3 separate regions of the Mus musculus genome follow, and regions 2 and 3 are each linked to region 1. A link is a contact called in public Hi-C and promoter capture Hi-C data. All regions are on one chromosome and are shown on one strand. Each heading gives the region's core, a stretch centred on a gene start, on an enhancer-like site or on the middle of the called end of the contact. The rest is flanking DNA. Distances are from core to core; before and after follow the strand shown.

Region 1 (4,218 bases), core at 773-3,272:
TCACCTTCTAAGTCTTCGTCAACATCTTCTGAGATCTCCTCCAGGCCCAGGCCCTCTGAATCCCCATCTTCAGATCCTCCCTCATCAGATGCTTCGTTATCTAAATTATAAGGGGAAAAAAGGGGAAAGGAGTTACCTAGAGAAAAATACCAGGCCACATCTTTCATTCCAGTTAATCTGTGGGAGCTTATATGACAGAACAAACATGTTATTGTGCTCTATTCAACTGCACGAACTCACTACGTTTCTATCATCTCTAAAACGCTAACAGGAAACAAAGCCTAACTGGGCTTTAGCATCCTTTTTTTTTTTAAAGAATTATTTATTTATTTTATGTTTATGTAGCTGTCTCCACACACACCGGAATAGGGCATCGGATCCCATTACAGATGGTTATGAGCCACCATGTGGTTGCTGGGAATCAAACTCAGGACCTCTGGAAGAGCAGTCAGTGCTCTTAACCACGGAGCCATCTCTCCAGCCCTTTAGCATCCTTTTTAAAGTAACATGCTGACCTCTAAGGCCCTTCCAAGTACCAATTCAATGGTCTCTCCTAAATTAAGTGGAGACCCACAGACTTCCAGAAAGAATCCAGAAACAAAACAGTTTAACCATACAGAACTAAGCCAAGAGAAGAGTTTGGGGTGAAAATGTCTACTCACCAGATGAACTTGGCAGAGCCTGCTCCCAATGGTCTTCTTTCCAAGCTTTCCTAGAAGTGGTCTTGCCAGAATACCTTTTGTCGGTGTCCAAGAGGGAGACTGGTGCCAACTTTCTAATGCTACTCACTGCCAGATCATCTTTCTCCTCTTCCCCTTCATCAAACCTGTCAATCACTCTGGCTCTAGTGGCTGTTGGGGAGGGAGAAAAATAGAATCTTAGGTTAGAAAAATACTTTAACAGGAACCCACTTAAGCCATTTCAACCCCACACCCCACCTTCCTGTACTAGGTGAGTACTCTTAGTACTGGGCTCCACCCCAGCCCTTGATTCATTGTGTCCTCTATAACATAACATAACTAACTTACAGGAATAGGGAGTTGACTTCTGGTTTCTAAGGAGACTGCTGTCATATTGCTATCTATTTCTAAACAGAGAGCTAACTCCCTGCAACTACTAGGAGACATGTTTTTATGCCTTGGAACTTATAAATCTAGGAACGTATAAATCTGATTCTTCCTTGCTTTTCCATGGTGTTTTTTATTGTTTTTCTTTTTCAGAGGTTCTGAAAATTAAATCCAGTGCATCAAGTGTTATCGGCTACATGCCCAGGGTCCTTAATTCTTCCTCAATATGTGACAGTCATTGGGTGCTATAGACACTCATGACACCCCTCCAGTTGTCTTTCTCACACCTCCCTGACCCAAGTCTAAAGCACAATTACTCCCAGCCGGTCTCAGAACAGGTTTATGAAGAATCAGTCTGTCATCAGAATGTGGACAAATGGCTTAAGGCCTAAATAAACATGGCTAAACAGCATCGGGTAATCATTTTCATTCTCATGAAGATTTTAGAAGCAGTCAGTTTCAAACACACAAAAACCTGAAACTCATCAGGCTTCTTTCTCCTTTCGAAGGTAATACCAAGAAAAGTGGCATCCTAAACTGCTGCCAGCCGGCTGCCTGCAACTCCCCGCCAGGGTCCTGATGTCCCGCCCACCCCCAGAGTCTAGAATGCTGGATTACTGCTCACGCCACCCTCCCAAGAGACAATTTTCCCCCAGCGAAAAGGGAAGGCGAGCAGGTCCAAGCACCAGCGGCCCTTGAAGTCGGAGCCACTGCTCTGCACGTGGTTAGCCCCAGTCAGGCCTCACCCTCCTCCGGGTCGGCCTCAGGATCCGCCTCACGCGGTCTCGGATTCAGCAACTGTTCCAGCTGCAGAGCCAAGGGCTGCGGCGCCGCCATGGTCACCAGGTCACTGCCGGCGCTGCGCTCGTGAACCTGCACTGCAGCCCGAGCCCCCCGGCCCGACACTCGCAGCAGTGGCGCTACGGCCCAGACTCTACTTGGCAACTCAAGGCGGAGACCTCGCGGAGGCGGCGTTTAGAATCCCAGTAGGCAACTTCCGGGAGGCGCGCGCGCGCCGGAGGGGCGGGGCGTCGCGTCACCACTGGGCTGCTAAGCTGAGACGCAGGCGCCCGAAACCGTGGCAGGGTTGCGAGCCGCCCGAACGCGCGTGCGCCGGAGGCCCCTCGGACGCGCGGCGCGGGAGCGCGCCGGAGCACGTGACCGCTTGGAGCGAGAAAGGTTGATTGTGCTCTGAGCTGCCAGGGTCCCCTAAGCACGAAATAACGCCTCGAGCTTTGTGCGAGCTTGGTTTAGGAATTAAGCGTAAAGTAGCTGTGGCTGCTGGTGGCTGGCTGGTTTGTGAAAGGGAGTGAAGGATAAGCCTCTCAAACCTCAGGTACACACTCGAGCAAGCACAGACCCGGGACTCAAAACGGGGCTTTTCTCAGGGTAGAGGAGCCTGCGGCCAGGCACACAGCTTCGGGCCAGGATCTGAGAGGCCTGCGTGTGTTAAGTGTGCGGCGAGGTGCGATCTTTATTGATAGAAATAATTAGGAATCGCGATGGTTGTACCACAAATCAAGATTGTTTCTGTAGCTTCTTGTACCCTCTTGCCTGGGCAATCACAGGGAGGGGCAGGGGGGTAGAATTACTCTACTACAGAAGCGTTGATATTAACAGCTTTTCTGTTCAAAGATGGAGTGACTCAGTCAGACCCCCGAAACTAGTGAAGATGGGAGAAGAGAAACCCTTCACTCAGTTCTGGTATTAGATGGCCAGACTCAAAATACACAAAGACCTTAATGTGATAAATGTAATTGCACCCAGGCCCATGAAGCTATGCCATCACTTTGCATTCGTTTTTCTTTTCATGGAGCATCCCTTGACGCCCACTACTGTGGCAAGCACTGCTAGATGAAATATAGGATGTGTAAGTTAGACTCTCTCTCCACACAGTGACCAGTCTAGAAGGGCAGGAAACATGAACTGCACCGAGGAATGACAAATTTGAGTGTAAAGTGGTCTGTCTATACTGATCTGTTGGAGGTCTTCCTCCATGGAGACCTAGAATCTACTATAACAGGAAAGCTGCCTCAGAAGAATCCAGAAAAAAAAAAAAAAGAAAAAACGACTTGAATAATAGACACTGTGTCCATGCCTGTTTGTATGTTAAGACAGTCTCTTGCCTCCTACACATCATGTAATTGAAGATGACCCTGAATTTCTTGACCCTCCTGTCTCCACTGGGATTAGAGACATGTGCCTGCCACTACACCCTGTTTATTTAGAGCTAGGGGCTGAACCCAGAGTGTTCTGTACACTAAGCAGGAGCTCTTCCAGTTCTAAGTCCCCAGGCCAGTGCCATTTTTTAAGTATACTCCAGGCCAGCTGGATCCCAAAGCCAGCAACGTAGGCAACTGGTAGCTCCCCAGTAGAATCCACTGGAAGACAATTCAGACACCCTCAGATTCAGGTAGATTTCCGAATTTAAGAAATTTAAGAGATTTCTACTTTCTTGTGGCATGTCTCATGTTCCTGTCCTAACTGGTCCTTGAGTGAAGATGACCAAGCCTAGACAATAGAAAAAAAAAAAGCAACTGTTTTAGGGTAAAGCCTTTCAGACGTGGAGAGCCAAAGAATGTCAGACTAGGCGAAGACTCAGGCGAAGAAAATTGCTGTATGGCTGAGAGTAGTTTAGAGAGCTTGTTCTTTAAGGTCCTCTCCGCTGCGCTTGCAGTCGAGTCTGTGTTAGAGCCTCCATAGCAAAACATGTTCTCTATGAGGTGCAGTAGCCTTGGGCACAGAGAACAAAAATGTTCTCCTACCCCACACTTAGTAAATTCTATTCTCCTAGATCCTCCTCCCTCATTATTTCAGGTGCTTAGAAACCTGCCCTTTAAGGTGAGGAGAACAGGGTGGAAAGAGAAAAGGAAGCAGGGCAGAGCCCACCTTGAAGCTGTTGTGCATACAGGACACTGTTGGCCTGTGTGAGGCAGATCTGAGCAAACAGTGTAAGGTACAGGTGCCCCGAGCCTGCTTACCAATGCTCCCTCTCCTGTCTGCTCCTGACTTGGGAACCCATTTTTTTTTTTTAGGAAGTAGTCACATATACCCCAACCACCACCCTCCCAATTGCTTTCCTACCCCAGGAATCTTCTTCCTGGAAGGGAGGACAGAGGAAGAATGGTAGAGCTTAAGATGCAATTAAGGG
Region 2 (4,218 bases), core at 557-3,056, 4.0 Mb before region 1:
AGACAAGAGAGAACACGCATGTGGCCGTGCTGGAGAAGGCCCGTGACCTCTAGGATTGAATTGTAAAAGCTGGAATTCAGTTGCAGGCAACAGCAGGCCCGGGTCTTTCTAATGGGTGGATCTCTGCCTTTGGAGGGCTGTGTATAATTAGGGAAGTAGAACACATTTAACTTTTGCTTAATCCTGGAATTTGAAGGGGACCATAAGCATGAAGTCAGCTCAGAGGCTGGTTTTTAGCGGTTGCCTTTCCAGGTAGAAGAAACATTGGGGGAGCTGGTCTGAAAGGCCTTAGGAAGATGGCTTACAGCCTACTATGATGAAAAGGAAGAGACCCAGGGCCGCCCTACTGAAGAGCAGCTAGGGGGTTGAGTCTGACCCTTGAGGCTCGGTCTCAGTGTCAGTGTTGAGAGCGCTCTTGGAGAGGGTTTTCGTTGGAGCTGGTATGGTGGCTCATGCCTGAATCCTAACTGAACATTGAAGCAGGAGGATGGCAAGGTGCTGGCGGCCTGTGTCTCAAGGAAAGGTTCCAAGTCATGGATTAATTTTGAGCAGAGTTGTTAGAAAGCCAGTGTGACACTGGCCTTCATTCCCCGTCCCCCAATGTAATTATTTACTCTCCCCCTTCCCGGTTTGAGTTGAAGTCTCCATCCTCACCACAGCACGTCCTACTACTGGCTCTGGACCATACTCCAGAGCTGTGAGCTAACACTTCATTATTTCGTTTATAGGTTACCCAGTGTCAGGTGCTGTGTTCTAGTAATAGCAGGTACCACTCTGTTCTATGAGAAACATTGTTAGGAAGGGGCCACAGCGAAGCTAGCCATCCTGTGTGCTTGGTAAGGTCCTGGAAAAACTTTTTTTGGGGGGTGGGGTGGGGTGGTAACAGGGCAGGGCACTTACCTCTCTGGTCACCCTGGTCCCTAACCTGGAAGTACTTAAGCCTAATGACCTCAACAAGATTCTTGTTTTGGGTGTTTTCAGGAATTCTCTCAGGTTCGGAGTTGGGAGTCTGAGTTAAGATACAGGTTGGCTTATTTGACAATTTGGGTCTCCAGAACCAGTCCAGAATGAATGACTTGTAATTCGGCAGTGGCCTTTGTGAAGGACATGGAGGCTGATTGTGAACTATGTGTCGGTAGTCAGAACCAGATTTTCTTGCAATTTTACTGTCATCAAGTTTTAAAATGGGCAAATAAGAAACTGGCCTAAAGGCGCAGCAGCTTCAATTTTGACAGCCTCCGTGATAGGATCTCTAGGCCGCCCTCATCCTTCTGGCCTGGCTTTCCTAGAGTCTTAATGGGTGCCGGGCTTTTACGCTGATGCTGATTGCGGCTCTTCCTTTCTCCAGCGCCCGGGCCAGCTCTCCGCACCGCCCGCAGCCTCTGCCAAGGGGGCCGCGGCGGGAACAAAGGCAGCACGTGTCTGGGCGGGGCCCGCCCTCCGCCCCGCCCGCCCCCTCGCCCTCCCGCCCGCCCTCCCGCCTGGAGAGCTCCGCTGCGCGGCGCCGGAGCTCACGAGGCCGGGCTCCGCGCGCGGCGCAGGCACCTTCCAGGTGGAGACCCGGCTTCGCGCGTTCCCGCCGCCCGCGCCGTGTCCCGTAATGGGCGCGCCCACTAGAGGCGCCACCGTGCGCCGCTCGCGCTGAGGGACGCGAGTGGCGGCGACCTGGCGGCGAGACCGAGCGGGCGTGTGGACCGCGCGCGCGATCCGGAGAGGCGGCTTGCAAGGCGCGCGCCGGGGCGGGGCGGGGCGGGGCCGGCGGGCTCGCGGCGGAGACGCAGGCGGGGGCCGGGCGGGGGCGGGGCCGCGGCGTCTGCAGAACCTTGGACAGAAGCAGGGAGCCGCCGCCGCGCCGAGTCGAGCACCCGGGCCGCGGCGCGCATTGCGGAGGGCCTGGGACGCAGCGGCTGCGCCTGCCGCGGGAGCCTGCCTGACTGCGGGTAAGCCTGCGCGGACCGGGGCCGTGTGCGCGGCCTGGTTGGATTCCTGCTGCGGAGGCCACTGCGGCTCTTTGACCGGTGCCGCAGTGGAAGCACAGGCTGGGGCTCGACGGGGCCGCAGCCCGGGGGTTCGGGCCTCGGAAGTGCGAGCGGAGGGGCGCGGCGTGGAGCCCCGCCCGGGGCTGAGAACCATCTTGTTTTCCACGCAGATCCGCAGGACTAAACGCGTCGTGTCCCGGGAGCGCCTCCTTTCTCTCTGCGGCCGCTACAGGCTCGGTAAGCCTTTACCCCCCTCCAGCCGGCAGGCTGGGCGCGCGGGGGTGCCGGCCCCTGCCGGGCGCGCAGTGGCACCATGGGCACGGTGCTGTCCCTATCCCCCAGCTATCGGAAGGCCACACTGTTTGAGGATGGCGCGGCCACCGTGGGCCACTACACGGCCGTGCAGAACAGCAAGAACGCCAAGGACAAGAACCTGAAGCGGCACTCCATCATCTCGGTGCTGCCTTGGAAGAGGATCGTGGCGGTGTCAGCGAAGAAGAAGAACTCCAAGAAGGCGCAGCCCAACAGCAGCTACCAGAGCAACATCGCGCATCTCAACAATGAGAACCTGAAGAAGTCGCTGTCCTGTGCCAACCTGTCCACATTCGCCCAGCCCCCGCCGGCTCAGCCGCCCGCACCCCCAGCCAGCCAGCTTTCTGGCTCCCAGACTGGGGTCTCCTCTTCTGTCAAGAAGGCCCCGCACCCTGCCATCACCTCTGCAGGGACACCCAAACGGGTCATCGTCCAGGCGTCCACTAGTGAGCTGCTGCGCTGCCTGGGTGAGTTTCTCTGCCGCCGGTGCTACCGCCTGAAGCACTTGTCCCCAACGGACCCCGTGCTCTGGCTGCGCAGCGTGGACCGCTCCCTGCTTCTGCAGGGCTGGCAGGACCAGGGTTTCATCACACCGGCCAATGTGGTCTTCCTCTACATGCTCTGCAGGGATGTCATCTCCTCTGAGGTGGGCTCCGACCATGAGCTCCAGGCTGTCCTGCTGACCTGTCTGTACCTCTCCTATTCCTACATGGGCAATGAGATCTCCTACCCGCTCAAGCCCTTCCTGGTAGAGAGCTGTAAGGAAGCCTTTTGGGACCGTTGCCTCTCAGTTATCAACCTCATGAGCTCCAAGATGCTGCAGATCAATGCCGACCCACACTATTTCACACAAGTGTTCTCTGACTTGAAGAATGAGAGCGGTCAGGAGGACAAGAAGCGACTCCTCCTGGGGCTGGATCGGTGAGCCCCTGTAGCCGGTATCCTGGCTCAAGGATTCCACTTGTTTTTAAATTTTATTACTAAAAGAATCAAGTTTTGTGTACAGTATGTGTCTAGCAGAGCCACCAAGGGCCTCTTCCCACGTTCTTTCCTTGGGGTTTTTTTTTAGCCCTTTCAAGAACTCTGGGGACTTTCGAACTGATGAACCTTGCGCGAACCCAAAAGATGCATTCAGAGCCACTTCGGCTGCTGACCACTCACTTTCCGGGACTCAAGGGACTGACTTGCCCATGTCACCTGTACCCACGATGGATCCAGGGTAGATGAGGCTTCCCACTGTCCCATGATCGGAGCTGGGGCCCATGGCTGGTGGCCCTGGAGGAATCAGCCCTTTTCTGGGTATTGTTTCTCTTGAAGGCTCCTGGAGCTGGCTGTCCTGACTCAGGATCCAGGAGGTTGTGAGTGAGGCAAGATCTGCACAGCCCTGGGGCATCAGTGCAGGAGCCTGCAGAGACTGCTGATGACTGTTGACCATGCACGGCCCTGGTTTGCTGCGTGCTTTTTTAGGGAGAAGGGCTTTCCTTTCCTGGCAGGACAGAGCTCCCCTCCCATCCTTTTGTCTCTGCTCCCACGTTAGTGCTGGTTAATGAGGTGGTTTGCTCATTAGATTCCTCACCCGTTTTGGGTCCCAGCTAAAGGATGAGGTGAAGCTAGGGGCAGCTCCTTCCCTGAGCGAGCTTTTCACAGTTTGTACCCTGTGTACAAAGCCAGAACAGCGCCGGGGACCCACTAACAACATTGCCTTCTGGGCGGGTGGGTGTCTATGCCTGAGATCAGGTTGGTGCCCACTTGCATGCTAAGGCCTCTCGCTGGTGCCCGTGATCTTTGTTCTGTATCGTTGGGGGGAGGTGAGATCAGTCAATAGGGGTGTTGCTGTTTCCCATCCCTGCCCCCCCCCCCCAATTGTTAATTTTAAGCTGTTTCCAGGCAGCTCCGTCTCTTCCTGGAGAGGCTTTGCTCTGTGCAA
Region 3 (4,218 bases), core at 709-3,208, 3.2 Mb after region 1:
CATCTTCTCTATTTCCTTTTGTTGGATTTTTGAGGCCCAGCCTGACTCCCAGTTCACTGCACAGCTAAGATATAACCTCAGACTGGTCCTCTCCCCCCTCCCAATTACTGGGATCATAGGCATTTACCATTATTCCCTCTGGTTTCGGATGCTATTGGTGATATCAAAGCTGGTCAGATAGGGTAGGTTTAAAGCCCCAGAAAGGTCAGAGAGAGCAGCGTGCCTGGTACTCGTCATGATTCAGTCATTTATCTGTGCTGGGCTGCTGGTGACTCTGGTGCTTCACTGACTGACTTTGTGACCTTACAATATTGTAAGCAAATACTGAACCTTGGAATGTGTGCATACACGTGCATGCACTCACAGGAGTGTGAGGGCAGCCTAATCGATACAGCAAGTGCCAGGACAGCCCGAGCTACAGAATAAAGACTTTCAAAACAAACAAACAAACAAACATACAAACAACAAGGGCCTCTCACTTGAACTTGCCTGGAGTCCCTGGGATCTGCCTATCTCTGGCCCCCAGTGCTATGGTTAGAGTAGCAGACCATCAAATCCCACTTATATGTGGTGGGTCCTGAGCCAGCTCCTCAGCAGGATACCTGCCTTTTACCATAAATAAAATGATCCTCCTTCAGAGATGATAGAAGGCTTACATGAGATAGCACAGTGAAAATGTATTCCAAACTGAAAAGAGATTTCCCGGTGCTAGAAAGTATCTAAAACCCAGTCACTGAACCCCATGTGGATGCAGTTTGGGATAAAGCCTAGAATCAGTCTTGCTGTCCCTCAGTTTCAATGAGAAGGGCTGGAAGGACAGAACAGCGGGATTGCAACTATTTATATCCCAGCGCTCCAATTCAGATAAACACAAATGACCAGGCTTTTGCCTACATTCCAAGAGCCTTTGCTCTGTTCACACCGCACCAGACCTCGTATTTCTGTATGGTTTGCTCAGGATATTATCTCGGTGCCATTTAAGGAGACAAGGAGGAATTTTGTGTCCTACACAGTAAGCACATTGGCAGCTGGGGTGGGGTTAGAGTATGAGAAGTGAGATACCTAATCCACAGATGTTCCCATGGAATTATGTCTAAATGTGCCGAGAGTTTTACAAAGCGTAAATTATGAGCCAGGCGCGCAATCGAGAGGCTTTTAGGAGGAATTAAATACGCGTTTCCCTCTATCCAACACGCCTCCCCTTTCCCCGTCGGCACGGCTCAAGCTAGCATTCCTGGGGACCGCAAACGAAACCCTATCACGCTCTCCCAGTTACAAGAAGGGGTGGGGCCTCGTCGGGTTTTTGTCTCTGCAGGCGTCCAGAAAGGCAAGACTCATTGCCTCGAGCCTTAAAACAACCTAGCGCGAAGCGGCGGGCTTGTATTCTGAGCATTCCGGACACTGAGACGAGGGGCTTGTGTCAAAAAGTCAAATACCCGGGCGTGGTGGTGCGCGCCCATAATCCCAGAACTCCGAAAGTGAAGGCAGGAAGATCAGGAGTTCAAGATCACCGTCCCGTACTCAGAGGCCAACTTAGGAATTAGCATTGTCTCAATAAATGAGCAAACAAAATAAAACAAGCAGACAAAACAATCTAGGTTTTCCTCGGGAGTCTGAAGAGCACTCAGGCCAGAGCATTTTGGGCTCCATCAAAAGGCCCGCGTCGCGAGGCGCAGTCCCGCCAGTCGCCCCGCTCCACGCTTCCTGCGCATGCTCCAACCTCCCCCAGCTGCCCCGCCCCTACGGGCGCATCAGCTCCCAGCGCGCGCGCCGTCTTCCGCTCGCTCTCGCGAACCAGGTGACGGGCGCGCGCGCGGCCCAGGTGACCGGGCGGCCCCGCCCAGCGCTCCCGCGGGAGGAACCATCTTCTCCACGGGGAGGGAGGGGCGGGGCCTGCGATGGCCGGCACCGGAAGCGGAAGCTGCGTGCCCGACGCGTCTGGCATTCTGGGTAATGGTCTGTTTACTTCCTGCGGCTGGAGGAACCTGTGTTGTCGTATCGGTGAGGATGGCCCTGGAGACGGTACCAAAGGACCTGCGGCATCTGCGGGCTTGTTTGCTGTGCTCGTTAGTCAAGGTGTCCGTTGGGGCCTTGGTTGTAGGAGCGATCGGGGAGGCGAAACGGGAGAAAGAGGGTGAAATGGGGCCAGACACAGGAAAGGAAGGCTCTGAGATTCGGGGAGTGGGAAGCCCGAAAGCCTAAGGGAGCCGTTGTTTCCGTCCACGGAACGCGAGCCGGGTGGCTGTGCCTACTGGGGGCTGCGTTGCAGTTCTCGGCATAACTGAGCACAAGTTTGTCTCCCCGACAGACGTTCGGTGAACTTGCTGTGGTGGACTGGAAAGACACTAGGAGCCAGAGCAGCCGAGAGAGTAGCAGGAGAGGGTACCTGACCCCAAAGAGGCTAGAAAATATGTAAGCTGAATTAGGGACGCGAGCAAAAAGGTATGAGGGTGGAGTTTAGGAACAGTTTGGAGAGGAGAGGGTGTTGGGTTGTATAGAAAACGAAGAGGTTGGCTTTGTTGAAATATTAAGGCGTTGTTCATGCTCATACTTGCTTTTTTTTTTTCTTTCCAGACTATAGACCAGTTCGAATATGATGGGTGTGACAATTGCGATGCATACCTACAAATGAAGGGCAACAGAGAGATGGTTTATGACTGCACCAGCTCTTCATTTGATGGGTAAGCCCCTTTCACGCGCCTTTGTTTACTTCTGCACCCAGAAAGTTAATATGGGATAGATTTTTGAGGTCATAAGACTAGCTGGTCTCAGCAGTTCTGAGAGCTAGTCTATGTGTCCAGCCCAGTAGCTGTAAACTTTTGTAGTGTAAGACCCCCTTTCGGGGACCCCCGCTCTAGTCTCAGGAGTGTGAGAGCACCCAAAGAAACACGAGGACCCATCTTGCTGTAATTACATGAGGACGTTTAATTACGGAGCTCCGGACCGACATGTATCCCACACAGGAGATAACGGATGCCGGCCACGAGGCTCGAAAGCTTGGGGGTTTTATGGGGTAAGGGGCTTAGGGGTGTGGAATTGAGCATAGCGACACACTATTGGCTTATTCAAACATTAACAGAAAGATTACATGTACGTGCAGGGTGTCAGAGTTCTGTGAGTAGTTGACTCAGTTCAGATAGCCCTGTTATGTCCTCACATTCCCCTTTATCTTATGGTCAAGATGTTCCCAGGAATGTTTTAACTATGGGGCATACCCAGGTTTGTTTTTCTCTTTTCTCAGCCCCAGGCAGCCTCTAGGCTCACAAACAACCAGCAATTTCTGAGTACTTTATATGACTTACAGGTCTTGAAATTTCATCTTTCTTTCAGTAGCTACTGAGTACTTGACATGTGGCTAGTTCAAATTCGAATATGCTTAAGTGTCAAATACATACCAGCAAACAAAGATTCAGGGTGAGGAAAAAGGATGTCAAATGATCTGAATTTTTAAAAGATTAGTTAAATATTGAAACAATGTTTTAGGGTTATTTGATTAAAATAAATATTGAAGCAGGGAAGTGGTGTCGTACGCCTTTAATCCCAGCACTTGGGAGGCAGAGACAGGTGGATTTCAAACCAAAAAAAAAATTAAAAAATAAATATTGAAGTTATTTTCATCTTTATTGTTTTAAGTAGTGGCTAAGAGGACTTTTTTTTTTTTTTTACCTCGAGACAGGGTTTCTCTGTGTAGCCCTGGCTGGCCTGGAACTCACTTTGTAGACCAGGCTGGCCTCAAACTTAGAAATCCGCCTGCCTCTGCCTCCCAAGTGCTGGGATTAAAGGTGTGCGCCACCACCACCCTGCTTAAGAGAACTTTTTTAATGTGTGTACTTCTTCTGTAGTCCTATTTAACAATGCTTCACAACTCTTGTCTGCTCCATTATCGCTGAGACTATGTTTATGTTATGTCCTAATGCCTGACACGGGATGTACGAGGTGTAGATCTTTAATGTTGGAGAGGTGGAAGTGTGATACAGCAGTAGAACACGTGACTACCACATACAAAGAACACATGACTACCATGTACAAAAAGCCCTGGGTTTAATTCCTAATGCTCCTCCAAAAGTGTTGGCTACATGAACGATCTGTTTTGGAAATGAAGGGGTATAGTTTCAGTAGCCTACTCCCTCTTACAGTATCTTAGTGAATATGGTGACTTGCACCTATAGTCCCATCATCTGAGAGAGAGACACCAGAGAATTGGAAATTCAGAGGGAA

The links. Promoter capture Hi-C pulls out the DNA fragments that hold promoters and counts their contacts. A called contact is a pair of places that touch in the nucleus more often than the background predicts.
Region 2: a contact with region 1 is called in a Hi-C map of CD4 T cells, with 8 times the contacts expected there. The contact joins the promoter of Cdk5r1 here to the promoter of Aatf in region 1. A contact is called at or near these places in 2 of 484 Hi-C or Micro-C datasets (CD4 T cells and cerebellum).
Region 3: a contact with region 1 is called in a promoter capture Hi-C map of liver, with 4 times the contacts expected there. The contact joins the promoter of Supt4a here to the promoter of Aatf in region 1. A contact is called at or near these places in 2 of 39 promoter capture datasets (liver and pre-B cells).

Annotation. Positions count from the first base shown.
Region 1 is chr11:84,511,479-84,515,696 of GRCm38.p6, forward strand. It overlaps Aatf (apoptosis antagonizing transcription factor), which reads right to left and starts at 2,023. Exons shown (of 13, transcript NM_019816.1): 1 at 1,814-2,023; 2 at 663-851; 3 at 5-100. The coding sequence starts at 1,904.
Region 2 is chr11:80,475,217-80,479,434 of GRCm38.p6, forward strand. It overlaps Cdk5r1 (cyclin-dependent kinase 5, regulatory subunit 1 (p35)), which reads left to right and starts at 1,807. Exons shown (of 1, transcript NM_009871.3): 1 at 1,807-4,218. The coding sequence starts at 2,293. The coding sequence ends at 3,216.
Region 3 is chr11:87,735,593-87,739,810 of GRCm38.p6, forward strand. Supt4a (SPT4A, DSIF elongation factor subunit) reads left to right here and starts at 1,959. Exons shown (of 5, transcript NM_009296.2): 1 at 1,959-2,076; 2 at 2,575-2,681. The coding sequence starts at 2,008.